Linked DNA regions of Mus musculus: region 1 is linked to region 2. A link is a contact called in public Hi-C data. All regions are on one chromosome and are shown on one strand. Each heading gives the region's core, a stretch centred on a gene start, on an enhancer-like site or on the middle of the called end of the contact. The rest is flanking DNA. Distances are from core to core; before and after follow the strand shown. Region 1 has its middle 61 kb from the start of Gm25623. Region 2 has its middle 16 kb from the start of Gm52726.

What was found. A called contact is a pair of places that touch in the nucleus more often than the background predicts.
Region 1: a Hi-C map of cerebellum shows a contact between it and region 2, with 1.5 times the contacts expected there. The contact joins two enhancer-like sites. A contact is called at or near these places in 1 of 484 Hi-C or Micro-C datasets (cerebellum) and 1 of 115 datasets of contacts at active chromatin or transcription factors (embryonic stem cells).

Annotation. Positions count from the first base shown.
Region 1 is chr4:34,143,912-34,150,535 of GRCm38.p6, reverse strand. No RefSeq gene overlaps it. Among named protein-coding and RNA genes, the nearest start is that of Gm25623, 61 kb to the right of the region's middle. Within about 2 kb of position 3,920, at least 5 of the 459 cell types and tissues checked have an H3K27ac peak or open chromatin away from gene starts, as enhancers often do. A contact at or near this core is called in cerebellum, where this site is marked.
Region 2 is chr4:33,522,462-33,529,115 of GRCm38.p6, reverse strand. No RefSeq gene overlaps it. Among named protein-coding and RNA genes, the nearest start is that of Gm52726, 16 kb to the right of the region's middle. Within about 2 kb of position 4,290, at least 35 of the 459 cell types and tissues checked have an H3K27ac peak or open chromatin away from gene starts, as enhancers often do. A contact at or near this core is called in cerebellum, where this site is marked.

The DNA.
Region 1 (6,624 bases), core at 2,671-5,170, 620 kb before region 2:
GGATTCACAGCAAAAAGAAAAAAAAATTGAGAGTCCTGGAAAACAGCGATCAATTATTCTACCAGTTCTGCTTATAAAGTGCACACAGATCACCTGCAGACGTAACACTCATGTCTGTATTATTTGTTTTAAAGCTCCATTTGCATCCATTAGTTCTGACCCATAGCAGGTCAATAAATCTACTCATAGAAACAAAAAACAAAATCAGTAAATCAGATTATTTGAATGCAGTGAACAATTCACCCTGTTCTTCATACACAAAAAATATATAGAGAGTTTTAGGTTTTTTTCACTGTTGTTTGTCCATTGCAGTTCCCTATAGGGACACCAGGTAACAAATTTCCCAGTATTGGTGTTTGAGGGGGTATTTTTCTTTTCCTTACAGTAGGGGTGGGGAGGAGAAGGCATTTCAGAGTTCTTAACACTAACTTAGCCAGGAACATCTAAAATTTTACCATCTTTATTTAAAATTCTGTATTTTTTAGAGGAAAAATCCCACTCAAATAAGAAATGGGGAAACAGCTTATTTGATTATTTGGGATAATATGTATTAGAGATGAATGAACTTATTTTCAAAGAGATGCTTTTAATGTACTAAGTATTATCATCACAGATGAAAAAAATGAGAATCAGAAAATGTTTTAAAACAGCAGTTCCTTGCAAGGGCACAGGGAAATGCTGCCCCACACACTGCTGGAATAGATTCAAATCAGGACCCCCTCCTCCTTTTTTTTCTGGAGGATAATTTGACAATGTGTTCAAAGCATGGAAATCATAGAGAAGCTTGAGTTCAGAAGCTTGAGTTTTATAAATTATTCTAAAGGAGTAATTGCAGATGTGTACAAAAAAAAAATATGTACTATCTTGCTCACTGGAGCCTGAATGACGATCTGAAGAAATTTGGAGCAGGAGGCAGGACTCATGGTTGAGAGCATTTGCCATCTTGCAGAGGATTAGGTTCAGTTCCCAGAACCCATACATAGCAACGTACAGGCAGTTGCTAACTCTAGTCCCAGGTGACCTGGCACCCTCTTTCTGCTTCTGTGGGCACTAGGCTTTCATTCAATTAACCCCCCCACACACACACACGTATATACACACACACAAATATATGCAAAATACTCATTCACAAAAATAAAAATACATAAAAGCTATGAGAAAGGAATTATATCAAATAAGTACCCTTTATGCTTTGCTTGATTTTTGGTTTGTCCTCTAGATCAGTGATTGGCAAACTTTCCTCAGAAATGCACCTTATATTAATTATTTTACAATTTGCAAGCTATATCACATCTGTTGCCACTATTCAATGTTATCATTGTAGTGAAAAGACAGCCACAGATCATCCAGACATAAATGAACATGGCTGTGGGCCAACAAAACTGTTTCCCAAAACAGGCAGAAGGTAGGATTTGGTACATGAGCCATACTTGGCTGTCCTCTGATGCAGACTTGATGAAACTCCTTATTTGCAAGATATGTCCTAGACACCTTGTCTAGTAACAAGGCACCTATGATCAGAAACGAAAAGAAAATATGAAAAGTAAGTACAGGCTCATGTGCAAGGGCCGAGGCAATCAAGACAGGATAGAACTTAGTCCTTAAGGCCAGGGAAGCAATGTCTAATGTAACCAGAAATGTTTGGAATGTGGCAGGAGGTAGTTAGTGGACAGGGCATCAACAAGAAAGACAAAATTGTGCAATGGCCTAGAAGAACAGATTTCTCCTGTGGCTTTTATATGGCTTGCGACTTGGGACATTGACAATGGCTGGTAAAGGAATGAAAATTACAGACACGTGGACACAGACAAGCTGGAATGGGGTGGTCTGGGATCTCTAATGATAAAGTCACAGCACCCTGGAAGCCCAGTGTGTTTATTATGTGCAATTGAATACAGAGGTAGGGTTATTACACACAGATGAACAGGGAGGCAGTTTTTATGGTAGACAGCTAGATCAAGGAGACAGGTTCAGTTCATCTTAGTAGGAGCAGTCTCTCTGTAGGGTAACAGTCTTCAGGCCTTAAACATGGGTGGAGGGAAAAAGCTAAAATGGACATTTTCTGCACACGTTATCAATAGTCATATTCAGACCAAGAGGGAAGTCTTGCCATTTTCTAGAGCTCAGCCTGGAGAGGCCTTTGCTATTTTTCCATTTAATCCTTGACGAGAGAAGCTCTGGTCAATACATACTCTCAGCACTTCGCAGACTCAAGGCATCCTTCACTCATTATAGAGACGATGTGTGGTTTCTCACAGCCCTGTAGCACTTACATAGCACAGTAAGAGTCTACAGAGACTCAGAGATGATAGGACCTGCTACAAAATCGCCTTTCAATATATATATATGAATACCAGTCACCATGCCTAAGTGCTCTGTTGAAGTCCTAACAAAGATCAAAGACAGCTGTACATCCACAGATGTGTAGCATCTGGCTCTGTGCATTTTCAGAGGCTGTGAGATGCCATCCAGCGACCTAACTTCTGTAAAATGGGACTTTACAAAAGACAGGACAGAGGAAAAGTTCCAGAAAGACACATCATGGAAACAAGTGGTTGAAATTTCCCATGTCTAGGAAACAGGATGGTCAGAAATAGGATGCTTAGCAGTCGCCAGTGAAATTCAACATAAAAAGGAGCTCACCAAGATATCGCTTATACCACTACCCAAGACAGGAAAAGGTAAGAATACCATCCTATGTTCAAGGGAATCCTCACACAGCTGTCAGCAGGTTCTCATCAGGAGAATCCATCAGGTCAGAAGAGCTTGGGGCCACAATGTCACATAGCTACACAGATGACCATGGTTGGTGCCAGGAGATTATTTTGCCAATAGCATTATGGCTAACGTTTGTGTAAGAACACTCCATGATGTTTGTGCAGTGACAGAGTAAAGACACATTTCTCAGATTTCATCCCTGCTACTAAGTGGGAAGTCTGTATTAAAATGCCAGTCAAAAGAAAACAATGAGTATTTTGACAAACGGAATACTTCACCTACCAATGCTTGCTCTCAGAAATGAGAGAGGAAGAAATAAAAACTTGCTCAGACAGAGAAAGCTAAGGAAGTTCAATAGAACTGGGTCTCCCTTACAGATACAACTATAGGAAATTCCTTCATCTGATTAAAAGGCTGCCGATTACTAACATAAATCATAAGAAGATAAAAACACGAATAATGTAAGTAGTGGGCGATTGCACTCAGAATGATGCAATATTGCAAACATAGAGAACAAAAGAATGATGTCTCTGGCATACAAGTTAAAGATAAAACTATTATAAGCAACAGCAGCTACAACAAATTCTTACAAGATATAAATAATTAAACTGTATTAATTTTGACATTGGCAACAGCATGAGAAGTGACAGTATAATGTTTTCATATGTGATGAAAGATCTTATTAACTTAACACTGATTGCTGTAAGTATAAGATGTTTTGTGTAAGCTGAATAGTATACGAAGCTAAATTTTCTGGTAGTTGCAAAGTCAAAAGAAATGAACGCAAACCATTCCATCAAAGGGAACTATCACAGAGGAAAGTAGTGATAGAGAGAAAAGAAACCACAAAGTATCTACAAGGTAGTGGGAAAACACATTATAAAATTATGCAAGCCTTACTAATTTAATTGATTAAATTCTTTACTCAAAAGACAGGCATTTAAAGGTACAATTGCAGTCTGGAAGTTGTAGCTGACTGATCCAGTGGAGGAGAAAGTCAGGCTAAAAAATAAGTGTAGTCAAGAGAAAGAGAGAGAATGCATTAGAGACCCACAAGGAGAGCAGAAGGTCACCTGGCAAGCATAGACAGATGGGTGGCCCATCTTGTGACAGTTAATCTGCATGTCAACCTGATTGGATCTTACATTACCTAGGAGACAGACCTCTGGGAATATCCACAGGGGATGTTTCCAGGAAGGTTAAATAAGGAGGGAAAATATACTCTGAATGTGGTTGGCACCATCTCATGGGCTGGGGGCCTGGACTGAATAAATAGAAGGAATGACCTAATACTCATTTCTATTTCTTGGCTTTGGACCCAGTGTGCCCAGCCACCCTCCACTCCTGCCATTGTGTCTTCTCGCCACAATAAACCAGAACAAACCCTCCTTTAATTTTGTTTCATCAGGCATTTTGTTAAAGCAATGAAAAAGTTCTAAAAAACCCACAAAAACAAAACTGAACACAGATCCACCTATACAGCTTGCAATGCAGTGGGGAGAAGTAGAAACTTTTTCTAAATGTAAATCAGATGAGAAATAGTCCTACCCCTCAGGAAAATCCCACAGCCCTCACTAACCGCAAGTCTGTTTGTGATTTCTGGTGAAACAGTAATTCTTGTGGTGGAGAGAAATCCCACCACATGTCAAAGGATGCAGGCATCAAGAGTACATCTTCATGGCACAAGGAAGAAAAGCCCTGCTTTGGACAAGGGTATACCCTAACAACTAGTAACCCTAGAGTTTGAGGGACTAGTACTGTGACCAACAGGTGATAAACCTTTGAAGTCATCCAGCTGCCATTCACCACTATAGAGCCTAAGAACACAATGATAAAAGGGTGCTTGATATACACAGCTGCATCTGTCAGGCAGGATACTCGCATCTTACAGCCACAGAGACAGGTCCTCTTATAGGACTTAGGTAGTATTTGCGTACTATGGTTGCTTCCCATAATCCAACATATTTGGGAGATGCCAAAAAGCAGAACATATGCCAGGAGTATGATTTGGTGTGTCTCAAGAAGGTGGAAGGAATTTATCAAGCTCAGTCTGCATAGCTAAGTGGGGCCAAAAGCCCCTGATGCACGGAGAAGGTGCTTGAGTGAAGATGGTTTTGATAAACACTGGGCTCAGGGCAGCATGAGTACAACCTTGCGGAAGAGTGCAAGCTCAGCAGTCTGGCAGTCTGGCAGTCTCCAAATTAAGGACTTATAAAGAAAACAAACACTCTAATAGCTCTTTTTTAACCCTTATGACAGTCCTCTCTTGTCATCTCAGTTCCAGCAATACATATAATCCATTGTATTTAAAATTTTCATATTTATAATTTTGTTTGGTTTCACGCATTTAACTTTTAGATTTATTTTCTTTTCATTGTAGGAAATGTGTCTTCTTTTCCTTGTTTTTTCTTCCTTTTTCCTTTATTATATACCTTCTACCTTTTCTTTTTCTGCTGCATTTTAGGTGGAATATTTACTTTACCTTATTGGTTTTCTTTTTAAATGCTTACACATGCTCTTAATTTTCATTTATACATTTATCTAATTTTGGCTTTGGAGTGTTTTTTATTATTGATAAATCTCTTTATCTTCTTTTTGCTTCATTTAAAATTTTCTAACTCTTCATCTTTCTTCTTCCTTTCCTTAAAATCCGTCCCCCTTTCATTTTCCTTTCTTTTATTTAATCTTGTTTCATCTCTACTTCTCTCTCTCTGTCTCTTTCTCTCTGCCTCTTCTATTTACCACATTAATTTATTATTTCCACAGTTTGCTTTAACTTTATTTTCTCATTTTTGGTTTAACAGTCATTGGTTATAATAATTTCAATTTTATAACTACATCTTTTTTGATTTTATGTTGGTTCAGCTACAGCAATTTGTTTTCTTCTGTCTGTGTGGTATTGGGGATACAGCCTTCAAAAGCACCCTTCTCAATGAGATGATTTCCCAAATAAAACCAGAAGGGTCATCCAAATTGCAACACAAAGTCACAAAAACATGAAAAAGGAAAGCAATATGTTTTCTTCAAAAGCTCACAGCTCAACTACAGAACCAATAGCAATAAAACAAATTAAAATTTTAAATATTTGCCTATAAAAATAATCAATCCCTTGAAAGTGAGTAGAAAAAAATAGGTGAATTCAAATAGAGGGCCAGAAGTCAGAACCCAGAGAGAACAGCAAGCAAATAACAAAGAACCAGCAGCAAATAAATCAAAAAACAAATAGACATTCTTAAAATGAATATTTCAATGAATCACAAAGAACAGCAAAAGCATTGGCAATACACTCAGCTATGAAGAAGAAAGATTGTCAGGGATGGAAAACGGAGTCAAGAAAATGCTATATTCAAATATTAGTAAGTATAAAAATATATAAACAAGTATGACCACAGTATCAAAAATTCCATGATAGCATAGAAACCAAACCTAAAATTCAATGGACTAGAAGAAGGAACTGGGGTAAATATTCAAAGTATAGACAATTTACTCAATTAAATTATAAAAGAAATTTCTCCAAGTCTATAGAAATAGATATCCAAATAAAAGAGGGATTTCATTACTCAATGAAGCATGCCAAGAGAAGTACTTGTTCTTGACATATTATAGTCAAGATAAAAAAAAAAAAACACAAAGCAAAATCAAAAAGGTCTCAAATAAATAACAAAAGGATGCAACTCAGATCCTTAGAAAATAGATCATGTCAAACCTGAAAGCAGTTGATACCAAAAATATGATGAGGATAGGACAGAAATGAGTGGAGAACAAATAGAATTGAGCATTTATATCAATGCCTGTTCGAAAAGTCTATAAACTAGCAAAACTTACTAAAGAGGAGGAGGAAGAAGGGTAAGAAGAAAGAGAAGAAGAAAAAGAAGAAGAAGAAGAAGAAGAAGAAGAAGAAGAGGA
Region 2 (6,654 bases), core at 3,041-5,540:
TCTACAAATATCATGGCCAGAAAACAGAGTATCAATCCAGGGAAGACAAGAAGGGGGTTTGATTCAATATAACAGTAGCTGGTGTTGGTGCAAACACTGAGATTCAGGCATTTTGGGAAAAAATTTTCCTGGTGATAATCAACTCAGTCCCTGTGTGCACAACAAAGCTTACTACATGGTTACATTGAGACCCTGGAGTACAGGTGACATCTTCCATAAAGATATTCTCTAGATTCTCTTAAAAATAAAGTAGGCTTATCATAAACAAGGTAAGGGTCTGGGGGTAAGGCAGTGTGGCCTAGCCGTACTAATATGTCAAAGGCCAGCAGGCCATTACCCACATTCAAGAACTGCCTTCCCGGCAGTAAAACAAGTCATACATGTCTTCTTTGAAGAGACCGTCCTGCCTGTTTAGCATTCCTGTTTTCGATGGTGCTTATCTGTGAGCCCAAGGACCTACAGTCCTTCTACACCTGGGTATCACTCAGGGCTCATCGTGAAACCTGTGTAGTCTGATTTTGGTTCTCAGATTTAGCTGCTCTGTTGATTCTGATCATATTCACTCACGAGGCACTTGGGGCCTGCCCATGAGTTCTGGAACAGATCTTGACAATGTCCTGATTCAGAGAAGAATACAATGTGGTCACAATGACAAGCAGGGCAATGGATGTCCATCCCTCCGTGGGAAGGTGTTCTAATTTCATTTCTGTTGCTTTGACAAATACAATTTTAGCTTATTCTCCTCAGTCATCGAGGAAGTCAAGGCAGGGAACCAAAGCAGCGGGCCGCATGACATCCAGTCAGGGGAAGGAAGAAAGGAGTGCACTGGTTGGGCCTCTAGGCAGCTGTCACTGACCCTCTTCTGACACTTACATGAAGAAAGGCTCTATTTACTATTAAGTAGTGCCACACAGGGGGCCTGAGTCTTCCTACATAGGCAACCAACCAACAAGGCCAGTCTGATCCACGTAATTCCTCATTAAGCCTCTCTTCCCAGATGGTTCTAAGTCACTCCAGTTATCATTTATGGCCTACCATTGCAGTTGAGGAAAGAGTAACCCAGACCCTTGAGTCACATCCACCACCAGGACACCAGGGAAAAGGGCGTGGCTCAGTGCTTTCTTGGTATATGGTAGGAGCTGCAGAGAGCTGTGTCCTGCATGACCTCCCTGTCCCAGGGCTTCAGCTAGAGAAGTCATGTTTAGGAAGTGAGCCCATTGACATTTCCACATTCTGGGCTTTAGTGCACAAGCTAGTATCATAAACAGGAGTCTTTCTCTCTCTCTCTCTCTCTCTCTCTCTCTCTCTCTCTCTCTCTCTCTCTCACACACACACACACACACACACACACACACACACACCCCTCTATGTCTGCCCACTGTCTTTTCTCTATAATACAGAGTTTTCTGGTAGTTAGCTTTTTACGTATTTTGTCCAGGATTTTCCATTGTAACTAGCAGAAGTAGTGGGGTGTCCTTATTCCATTTGTCTGGGATTCTAAGTCCTGTTTTTCAAGTATCCACCAGAAAATGGAGTGTCAGAGTAAACTTATCCATGCCAACCGAAGCTCCCTGATGCTACAACTGGAATTTGACTGCTTCCCTGTCAGACAGAAGGTCTGTGTCTTAGGCTACACTTTGGGTATCCAGACAGCATCTCTGTACTAAACATAGAAAGTTGATCAGTTTTGGTTTTATTTATTATTTTCATGTCACATGAGAGGAAAGTTGCTTCTTTTCTGTCAGGAAGCTAATTCATTAGATACTAGCACTGGTGCGTTTGGGGAGTGGCCAGTCAAAGCAATGAGCAACCAGGAGTCTCCCCACACTCAGAGGAGGTCATGTGAGAGACATTTGCAGTATTCCACTTGCAAATGAAATGTCAGTAAGAGGCTGAGTAATGAGATATTTTTCGTTGAAGGGCAAGCTCCAGCTCGGTTCACGTGTGGCGGGACCACACCTTCGCTAGAGAGAGGCTATGTCATTGTTACAAACCGCACCTGCACTTTCTAACTCTCTACTAAGCAAGGCCAGCTTGGCTTGGAATTGGAATACAAATGGGATCCAGCAGCCCACTTCAGGCAGTAGCAGCAAGCAAAGCAGAAAGCTCTGTGGGTGGAAGCAAGCCCCGGGTCCCTGTGGATTTGTAAGGAAGGCCGTGAGGGGTGTGAACTTCAGTCTGTCACCCACATCTAATCATCACTTCGGCATTAACCTGCTGGGGAAGCCTGGCAAAGGGGCCCAGCGATTGTGAGCATCAGGAATGCCACCTGCTAGGCAGTGCTGGGGATGCCCTCTGCTGAGAAGCACGAGTCTCTTTTCCTAAGCTGCGGTGCCAAAGCCTGCAGAGGGAACGGAGCTGAGCACCCTTGGCTTGCCACCCTCACAGAGCACGGTTTCTCGGCTCTCTTGGTGTTAAGTGAAATTTGCATTTCTGCTGCTGCTGTGTCTTGACAGCCAACATTTCTCTGTGTGTTTTTGGTGTGGAAAACGATCGTCCCACAATTGGCATGGTGAGACTCTTCCTTAGGCGAGGTATTTCCTTTGAGACTAAACTGCCATTTGTACTGTTTTGTTGTTTGAGACAACACATTGCCAGGCTGCTCAGGAAACAGAACTGAGGAGGCAGGCAAAGGTTTTTTTGTTTTGTTTTGTTTTGTTTTTTCAGGAGTGTGAGAGGCCATTCTCAGGTCTTGCCCAGAGCACTGGAATCAAGGAGCACTGGCAGGGACCTCCCTTGACTCAGGCAGCTGTCAGCTTCAAGCCAGGCCCGGAGGTCACATACATGCCCGCCCTTCACCCTTGCCTCCTGAAAAGCCCTGAAGAAACAGCCCTTCCAGAGGAATGCAGGGTCGGAACAAAAGATGTGAGCTAGCTTTCTCTCTAACTCCAGGGGGAGCTCGGAGCACCTCGCATTCTGTCCTATGGGCGTTCTCGTTTTCATTCTCTGTGGGCTTGGATTGTGTTTCTGAGGAACACAGCTGGAATAAGCACTGGGTTTTGAAAATACAGGCACACACATCTGCCAAGGATATAGCATGAAATGATTTTGTTGTGTGGTGTTTGATAACTGCACCCTGAGAGGTAAAGACTTTACCTCCAGATACTATTGGTTATTCTTTTGTTTTGTTTTGCTGTTTGTTTGTTTGTTTGTTTACCAAAACCCAGCTCCAGGAGGTATCCCTGTGATTCTGCTGTCTCTGCAGCTCCCCATGAAGTCATGTTCCTATCAAGACATGTTCCTATCAAATGCAAACAGGTGTCCTGTGGGACTGACCAACACTATAGCCTTTCAAGGTGAGACAGGCCTCGTCACCCACTCCCTCTGCCTCAATGCCACTCCCCACTAATGGAGCCACACAAATACTTCAGAACCATTAAATCAAGCACGTGGAAGCTACCAGTGGTGGTTTGAATGAAGATAGCTTCTATAGGCCAACAGGGAGTGGTACTATTAGGAGGTGCGGCCTTGTTGGAGGATATGTCACTGTAGGTGGATTTTGAAGTTTCAGATGCTCAAGCCAGGCCTACTGTTACTCTCTTTTCCCTCTGCCAATCCAGATGTAGAACTCTCAGCTACCTCCCCAGCACCATGTTTGCCCGCATGCTTCCTGCAGCGATGATAACAGACTAAACCTCTGAACTGTAAGCCAGCCCCAATGAAATGTTTTCCTTTATAAGAGTTGCAGCGGTCATGGTGTCTCTTCACAGCAATAGAAACCCTCACTAAGACATTACCCTTGACCTCTGAGCCATGTTGCCAAGATGAGGCTCCTGAAGAGTCACTAAATGATGGAGAAGATGGATGGGTAAATGCTTGAGTGGTAAGATAGCTGGGTAGATGAATGAACTGGTAGATGGATGAATGAGTGGGAGGATGGGTAGATAGGTGGGTGGACAAATGGATAGATGATAGATGGATGTGTGGTTGGACAAGGAGATGAACGGCAAGGCAGTGGAGTACACTGCTCCATGGTGCCTCGAAGCCCAGTCCACAAGGGAAACTTTCAGCCTTGCTAGCATCAGTGTCCGGTAGGAAAGCCCAGCCTCCCCCACAGCTCTGGCCCTGAATGGTAGATGTAGACGTAATGAGCTGGACTTGGAGCTCTCTCACCCACGCTGACATCTGTGCCTCTCCTTTGGCTCATACAAGAATATGGCCTCTCCTGGAAAAGGAAGAGACTTCATTGGAAAAGGCCCCTGGCCATGCACCAAGGCATGGAGCTAGTCTACGCCAAAGCCAAGACCAACCCGTTACCCCTGCCCTATTCTCTAGGTAAAAAATGAGTCATCAGAAGGAAAAGGAAACAAATCTGTTGTGCTGGCACTTAGTCTCTCTCCCAGTGAACCCCAGCAGCGATGGGAACACCAGTGTTAAGAATGAATGCCAAGCTAAGCCCCTCCCTTCCCAGCTGTCAGGCAGCAGAGCCAAGAGCCCCAGCCTGGCAGTGGGCAGGAGATGGATGGGCGCCAACACATATTTTCTGGCCCTGAGCCTGAGGTCATTGGTTCTGGGACTCACACCAAAGAAACTAGACTGCAGGACTCAGGGTGCACGTGGCTTAGAGCAAGCTCTTCTTTGGGGACTAGACTATCTTCAGTGACCAATCCATCACTGGCACGTGTCATAAGGAACGTGCTCTAAGCTGGATGGTGAAATCAGCCAGTTCCTTCTGGAGGAGAAGAGCCACTGAGTCCAGAAAAGACTCTCCTGGGAGAGGTACAACAGTCTCCACATTTTAAAAAATAATTTATTTAATTTTATTTTATGTGCATTGGTGTTTTTGTCTACATTCTTGGGAGTAGGGGGTGTCAGATCCCAGGCACTTGCCATGTTGACGCTGGGAATCGAACCCCAGTCCTCTGGAAGATCAATCAGTGCTCTTAACCACCAAGCCACCTCGCCAGCCCCAACACTCGCCAACTTTAACTTGCCAGATTCTATGGTACCAAACCTTTCTTCTTGTCACCTTGTCGTACCTGCTGGTTTGGGGAAATCAGAAGAGATTTCTAGACTATTCTGCTCATATTTCAGGCTGAAATGCATGAGATGGGATAGAAGATCATTCCCACCATTCTGATAGTTCTCCAGGGAGTTGTGTGCACATGTGTGAGCATGTGTTTGTGTACACACACTTATACACCCACACACCCACACTTGGATCTCAGAGCTAGACAAAGTCCTAGTGATCCAGATCTGAGTCATCACACCCAGGGTGGCCGCTTCACTTCTTTCTGAAATGTAAGCTATGGGAGTTAGAAAGACCGCCCTCCCCCTCCTCATACCTCTCCCCCCCCCCCAACTCTCCTCCCCCCAGTCCCCAGACATTGCATCTGCAGGCCAGCTGTCGCCATTATCCTCACTAGGGGACCCCTTCCAGCAGTCACCTCCATGAGTTCCCCACCCTGGAAGATTGACGAGGAAGAGGGAAGAGGCTGCAGAGCTGCCTCAAGGGAGAGACAGCCCATCCTGGCCTCCAATTTGAAACAAGATGAACACTTTGAGAGTTCTCCTAGCCAGGGTAGTATGGGCTAGGTGGGAGGTGGACTGAATTCCCAATCCAACTGACAGTATGAACAGTGGGTAAAGTGACCTTTTAGAAGCTCCCTGACCTCTGTTTTACTCTTTCATCCATCCATAGTCCTAGTGGCCCTCCGGTGGCACCTGAGTCCCTTTGTGTACAGTGCAGGAGTGCAGGAGGCACACCCTGTCCTTGTCAGGTGAAGATGGGATACGACCAGCTGGAGGACAGACTGAGGAGGCCTCCCCGTCACCGTCAGCTCTCCGAGCCGAAGGCTCTGCTCTCACAGATCCAAGAAGGGCCTTTTGAATTTTCCTCTGCTGGGTAGAGGGATACAGATCCTTCCCACACATTCTGTACAGCTCAGAAAATCCTCTACAGCACTCAGGGTGTTTTGTTTTGTTTTGTGTTTTGTTTTGTTTGAGTTGAGTACTCAAAATATCCAGCAGAGATGGATAAAGAAACCTCTCTAAGGTAGTCAATTGGCATGCTCCACTGGGCAAAACAGCACCCCTTCAGGTGAGTCTTCCAAGGAAAACCAAATAGCAAACAGACAGAGGTAACATCATCAAATGTATGGGCATGACATCCAGCAGAAACTAACTAGGGAAGCTGAGACAGTCTACTGGAGTTCTGGACTAAACTTTCTCTCAATGAGTGACCTTCCTTCTACCTTCTCTTCCCCACTTCAGAAAATTTCATACCGTGGGATAAACAAGAGGAGCCTCTGTTGGGTGTTGGGAAAGTTTCCCTGGGCTGTTTCCTTGTTCTCTCCTTTCTGCCACAGGGGTCAGCCCATCCCCAGATGAAAGGTCTTAGAGAGAGAGAAAGAGAGAGAGAGAGAGAGAGAGAGAGAGAGCACTTTACATATCCATGCTTGAGTCTGAAGTCTGGGGTGGGTGAGCAGGGCATCAGACTTTCATAGTTAGTTTCTCAGTGAGCTCAAAAAGCCCATGGCAGCAGCTGTGACATGAGAGACCGAGGAAAGTGAAGATACACCAGAAAACAAGACCAAGGAACGAGGTGAAGGTCATAACTGCCTGAATCTCTACCACCTCATTAACTGCCAGTGTCTCCCATTGGCCAAGCCCAGCCGCAGCCCAGAAGCCAGGATCGTGGCAATGCAGAACCTT